Linked DNA regions of Macaca fascicularis: region 1 is linked to region 2. Evidence: chromatin contacts called from public Hi-C data. All regions are on one chromosome and are shown on one strand. The core of a region is the stretch at or near the end of the contact, and the rest is flanking DNA. Distances in the headings are between cores, read along the strand shown. Region 1 holds the start of FAM53B (family with sequence similarity 53 member B). Region 2 overlaps FAM53B (family with sequence similarity 53 member B).

Evidence for each region. Hi-C and Micro-C count contacts between places; a contact is called where the count stands out from the background.
Region 1: a Hi-C map of liver shows a contact between it and region 2, with 2.7 times the contacts expected there. The contact joins the promoter of FAM53B here to the enhancer-like site in region 2. A contact is called at or near these places in 2 of 2 Hi-C or Micro-C datasets (liver and skeletal muscle).

Annotation. Positions count from the first base shown.
Region 1 is chr9:133,712,937-133,715,826 of T2T-MFA8v1.1, reverse strand. FAM53B (family with sequence similarity 53 member B) reads left to right here and starts at 1,527. Exons shown (of 3, transcript XM_074003026.1): 1 at 1,527-1,882. All of the region lies in intron 6 of EEF1AKMT2 (EEF1A lysine methyltransferase 2), which reads left to right.
Region 2 is chr9:133,601,344-133,604,510 of T2T-MFA8v1.1, reverse strand. The region is part of intron 2 of FAM53B (family with sequence similarity 53 member B); the gene reads left to right. Among named protein-coding and RNA genes, the nearest start is that of FAM53B, 110 kb to the left of the region's middle. Within about 2 kb of position 1,835, at least 1 of the 6 cell types and tissues checked has an H3K27ac peak or open chromatin away from gene starts, as enhancers often do. A contact at or near this core is called in liver, where this site is marked.

The sequences.
Region 1 (2,890 bases), core at 278-2,777, 110 kb before region 2:
CTTGTTTTTTAAGTTGACCTGATGAACTAGTAATTGTAGGAATAAACTGAATGTTTGCCAGCAGGAGTCACTCTAGGCTTCCTAATAAAAAGTTAGTAAATTAAACTCTTGTCCTTAAAGCCCTCAAACGCTGAGGTGATTGTGTGATATCAGATAGCTTTAGGGAAACACTGACTCTTTTGGTTAAGCATAGCAGCATTCTTAAAATTATTCCTTGGGCCTTCTTTTGTTCACCATCGGTTCTTGGATCTTGTTCCTTTCGAGATTGGTCCTTAATGCATTTTTAAAAAGCAACGTATATGGGTAAGGGTATCAGTATCTTAGTATTCTGTATTCTGTATGTTAGTTCATTTTGGCTTTCTTAGGATGAATTGACTCTATCCCACATCATGTAACTTGAAATGAATAGACTCATATCCTTTCCAGTGATTGGTGTCCATTCTAATCATGCAGCAGAACTCAGTGGAGTGAGCTGTAGTGTGAAAGGAGATGTCCGTTCATGCTTTTCTGAAAAGAATGGGTCAAGTGTGATGATATTCTGAAATATTTCAGCAATAGCCATGAAATGTAATAGTTTCCCAAGCGCACAAAACTCAAGAAGTTAATTGTTCATTTATGTTTGATACTGGGATTGAAACATTGGATTAAAACCAATTAAATGTTCCTAGAAGCAACAGAAAAAGTTTCCCTATTTATGAATAGAACCATTCAAATGGCGCAGACACAATCCATGTAAAGTAATGAGGTGTTTTGTTTTTTTGGCAAAGGAGAACACAAAACAGGCATGGGGGGTTTAAAAAACCTTCTCTTTAAAAATTGCTTTTTGGATACAAGGTCAATAAAATAACATACACCGGTAGGAAGGAGTAATGGGAAATCTAGGGCTTCACTTCACAAGGAAAACAATCCCCCTCCCCCAGGTGAGCAGCACAATGAAAATACTCTGCTTATTCTATCAGGGTTACATTCCTGAACTTAAGTCAACATCCTAAGTTACAGAACTAAACATGCTCTGCCTCTGCTTAGCAACCACAAATCCTTCCTTCGCCAGTTGCATGTATTTTGGATGTGGCTTCTGAAGTACACATTCCTTCATTTTGATCAGCGCCCCGAGTTAGGAAACTTGCGTTTTATTTTCCCAAAGTGTGACAACACTTCAAGATCCCCCCCGCGCCGCGACCCCATCCGCCCGCTGTCCTGCACGCCACTGAAGTGACCGTTTCTTTTAAACCTCGGCACCTAACAACCCGGAAGCTGCACGCCTGAAGCCTATGTGGCCCAGCGTTTTCATCCCGGCTCGTGCGGGGGGCGGGGAGAGAAGCCCGTAGGGCCCCTGGCCCGGGGCCCGGGCAGCCGTGGTGGCGCGGAGCAGGCCCGGGGCCACTTCCCGCGTCCCGGGGCCTCGCAGGCGCGAGCGCGGCGAGCGGCGCGCGGCGGAGCCCGCAGGACGCCCTCTAGCCCCGCCCGCGGCGCGCCGCGAGCCCCCACTCCCCGCCCATCGGCGGCTGCGCGCACTGCACACTCGCCCGCCGCCGCCGCCGCCGCACGCCGCCTGCCTCCTGCACGCCGCCGCCGCGCCTACCGCCCGGGCCCGCGACGCAGCCCGCTGAGCGCCGGGCCGAGTTCACGCAGCCGCTGTCGGGCGGCCCCGCGGCGGCGGCGGGCGCGGGCGGCCTGGCCGGTGCCGGTTAAAGGGACGAGTTGCAAATACTTCAGGAAGTGACAAGTCGATTTCCTCCTCCCCGGGAGCCGCTCGTACAAAGCGCTCGGCGCCGGCAGGCGAGCGTGCGCGCGGCGGACGCGCGGCGGGCAGCCCGAAAGACTTGGCGAGCGCTGGCGGTGACGGCGCGGGGTCCGCGCCCGGAGCGCCCCGCCGCGCACAGTAAGCGACCCGGGGCCGGGCGGCGGCGGCGGTGGCCGGGGGGCTGGCCCCGAGCGAGGTCCGGGCCGTGTGCGTCCCGGCTGCCGGCTGGAGGGAGCCTGGCTCGCGTGTGCAATGGGCTTGCCTGTTTTTTTTTTTTCTTTTTTACTAGTGTTGCTGGTTGTCTTTTTTTCTGCCTTGTTTCGCGTTTGGATTGGGTCGGGCGGTTTCTCCGGGCGCTCGGTCTCGCCCCTGATGCAGGCGTGAGACTTGTCAGAGCACAGGCATGGGGACGAACAAGCCTGGCTGCGGCGGAAAAGTCTGCGCTCCCCAGGCCAGGACGGGCGGGCGGGCGCGGGGACTGCTGCGTCGGGGGGTGTCGTCTCCGCGTCTCGACTTGAGCCTTGACTAGCCTCTGCGGAGGAGGCGCGGAGTCTCGGGAGCCGGGTGTCCCCATTCGCCCCGAAGTTCCCGCATCGTTTGCAGACAACTCTTTTGTTCGCGGAAGTTTGCACCCGTCACCCCCGGGATGCGGGCGCGAGGCGGCGGGCTCCGCTGCTGCTGGACTGTCCGGGGCGGTCAGGATGGTGGTGAAGGGGGCATTCTGTCCCGGGCGGGGGAAGCCCGCAGGGAGGCCACGGCTGGGGCTTGTGAGTGGGGGCGTCCGCGTCGGCGTGGCTTTTGCACATGGCGAGAACGGCCGTCCGGCACAGGCACACTGGTCAAGTCACATTTTTGCCTGTCTTGGATTTTGCAAGCCCGTGGGAGGCAGGTTACGCGCTCAGGGTTTCTCTTGGTGGGGCAGAGACGAAAGAATCGAGGACACCCAGAATCCGGGGAGGGTTTGCGGTTTGTGTTGTCCCAAGTGTGTTCTCGCTCCCCCGCCCCCCACCGTGTCCCCCAGCCCCCAGCTCTCCACTCCCGTCTTCGGACTTGGGGAACAATGCTCGTGGTTCGGGCCGGGGCGCCGCAGCAGCGACGAACCGCACGGACAGGTTTGCCTGGGTCCCTCGCGTTCGGACGCCCCCT
Region 2 (3,167 bases), core at 586-3,085:
AAGTTTCTGCATAGACATATGTTTTCATTTCTTAGACGTGGAATTGCTGGGTCTGATGGTAACTCTGTGTTGAACATTTTGAGAAGCTGCCAAACTGTTCTCCACAGTGACTGCACCATCTTACATTCCTACCAGTGCATTTGGCGTTTTTTGACATGTTAAAAAAAAATGTTTTTACCAAATTTATTACTTATTTATTTTATGGCTCTGGATTTTGAGTTTTGGAAAGGCCTTTTTTTCTCTCAAGATGATAAAGGAAGTTTCCTGTTTTCTTCTAGTACTTTTATGGGTTATATTACACTCTTTGGTCTGTGTTGAGTTTATCTTGTATGTGGTGTGAATATGGAGCCAACCTTTTCTTTAATGTAGCTGCCCGTCTGTTTCAGTATTGTCTGTGGAGAATGCCATCTTTTCTTCTCTGCTTTGAGATTCTACCTTTATCATATACTAAACTGGGTCTGTTTCAGAACATTCTGTTTCATTGGTCTCTGTAGGTATGCATGTACGTTCATACTAATATGCTGTTGTAGTTTTGGAGGCTTAGCAATGTGTTTGGCATATTATATGATACGGACTAGTCTAGGAGGGTTAGCTTCCCCACTGTTCTTTACAGAGTTTCCTGACTAATCTCACTTGTTTATTTTTTCATTAAAAACTTGAAAATTAGTTTGTCCTAAGACCATGGGGATTGGGAGTGCTGTTGATATTTTGGATTGGGATCATATTAGACTTATGAATTAATTTAGGGAGATTTTACACCTACTTGAGGTTGAATCTAACTTGACACAAGATTTATTTCTATTTGTTCAGTCTTACTTTTCTGTTCTTTAAAGTATTTTTTTGTTTTCTATCAGTTTTACCAGTTCTTACAAGTTCATTCCTAGGTATTTTATCTTTTGTGTTGCTGGCGTGTCTTCTTGCTCTTGAAAGCAGGTTTTTTTTTAGCAAGAGCAGTTGGATATAAGCAGAGCTCCCAGACCCCTTTGCTGTGGCTTCGCTGTGTCCAGAGAGAGTCACAGGCACAGTTGTGGGGTGGAGTGTGGGAAGGGGGGATCGCACTCTCCGTGGCCTCCTTGATGGTCTCTATTTATCCCTCCAAACACTTCTGAGGCTTTGAGGCTCTTATTAGCCTCGTACACATGAGAAGCTGAGGCACAGAAGTTTAATAATTTGCCAAGGTCCCTCAGGGCACACCCGAGCTGGGATATTCCAGCCCAGGCCTGTCCAGCCTGTACTACCCCACCGCCCTGCCGGAGGACCGCATGCTTTCCTGAGCACAGCCCAGGAGTGAGGAGGTCCGATTGCACGTCACACAGCTGTGCAGTCTGGGGCACATCCCTTCTCCTCGTTCAGCCTCTGTCTGCTCATCTGCAAGAGTGGCTAAACCGGTTGGTGATTTGCTCACTTCTCCAAGAAGGATCCCCTTTCCCCAGTGTGCCCTCCATGGAAGGCGATATCTGGAACAGAGCTGTGAGCTGCTGGGGTGGAGCCCAGAGGCCCCTGTACCCTGCAGTCCTGTCTTCAGCACCCCGACGTGGCCCCAGGCAGCTGAATGCGAACGAGTGCCCAGCAGCCTCTCTGAGAGCCTCAGACATACCTTCTGCATCGCTAGTCCCGCTCAGAAGCCACCCCTGACACTGTGCGCCCTGCTGGTCGGCTCTGTTGAAGGTCTATGGGCGCAGGCAGTGTGCTGGCCTCAGCCCCCGCCAGGACCCTGTGTGCTTTGGAAAGGTTCCTCGACTTTTGTTAGGCAAAGAATTCTCTTCACGCCAAGCTGCGAGTGAGGTGGTTTCACAAGTCCTGTCCTGAGTGTGTGCTGGCTGGAATGTACACCACAGAAACAAAATGTTTGTTTTCCAATTGTGAGAGCGCCGGGAGGCCCTTTGGCGTCAGCTCCCACACCTTCTGTGTTCGGGCAGGCCATCTGCCATCTGGGGCCTGGTGCAGAAACAACGTCGCCACCGTGTGGCCTGTGGGGTGCCCTCAGAGAGGCCACTGGGTTGGCCACCATTCAGAGGACACGCGTGGCTCTGGGCCTCCAAGGCCTGTTCTTACCCACAGCACCCTGGGGTGTAGGCCGTAGGACCCCAGGGCTGTGCAAACAGAGGCCTAGCCGGGAGGGCCAACCGGGGTGGACCCTTCCTTCCCACCTACCCTCTGCCCCCAGGCTGCACGACGCACCCACTGTGAACCAGGCCGTGGCATGTGGGGTCAGGGTTCCCTGCACGCTTGGCAGGAAACGGGGTACACACAGGAGCTTGGGCCTGCTTCCGGATTGGCTGCTGCAGAGGTGGGTTTTGGTGGGAGAGAAGGTATCTGCCAGTGAAGAGGGAGATAGGGCGGGGCCGTCAGGATGGTGCTGACCCAGGGCTGGTGTAGAGGGGGTTTATGTGACTGAAAGAGGTTTGCTGTAGAAGGAGCCAGAGCATGAGTGGGAACAGCAAGGGCAGAGGGGCCCAGGCAGCAGAGCCTGAGGAAGAGGGGACTTGGGGAAGGCCATTCGAGAGTGGTGGCCAGGCTCTGGCCTGCTTGGCGGGTTTAGCCCAATGAGCACCACTCCGGTGAACTTTACAACTCCCTAGACCAATGGAGTGACTTTCCAAGGCTCCGTTATGAGGAACCCTCTGTTGCTGGAGTCCACAGGGGACCTGCTGGAGCCCGCGCTTGCCTTCCTCGGGTCTGGCAGGGGAGATAGTAGGCTGGGCCTGCTGGCCCTAGGTCTGTCTGCAGAGGCCCGGGTTTTTAGGTGTCTGGGCTGGGGATGGGCTGTCCCGGAGATGAATTCCTCCTTCCCCGATTCCTTCAGCCTCTGGAGGCCATAGGTCATTTTCCTTATAGTCCTCGTCCCCAGCTGGGCCCTAGGCCTCAAGTTACCAGAGGCAAGGCCACGCTGCGTAGAGAATCCAGTGGGAGGGGTGCCCCCGATGTGCAGCATGGGGGCCCCAAGAGAGCCACCAGAGCAGGGACAGCAAGGCCCAGGGATGGCTGGGGGTGTGGAGACCATGGAGAGAGCCCCAAACTGGTGCCACCCTTCCTGAAGTGACTCAGGGTGGCCTGGACTGGCTGCCACACAGCACACCTGGCTCTGGCACCACCTGGGCCTCCCAGACCTGGAGGGGATGTCAGATTTGGGGCAAGATACCTTGTCCACAGAAAAGGGAAAATGG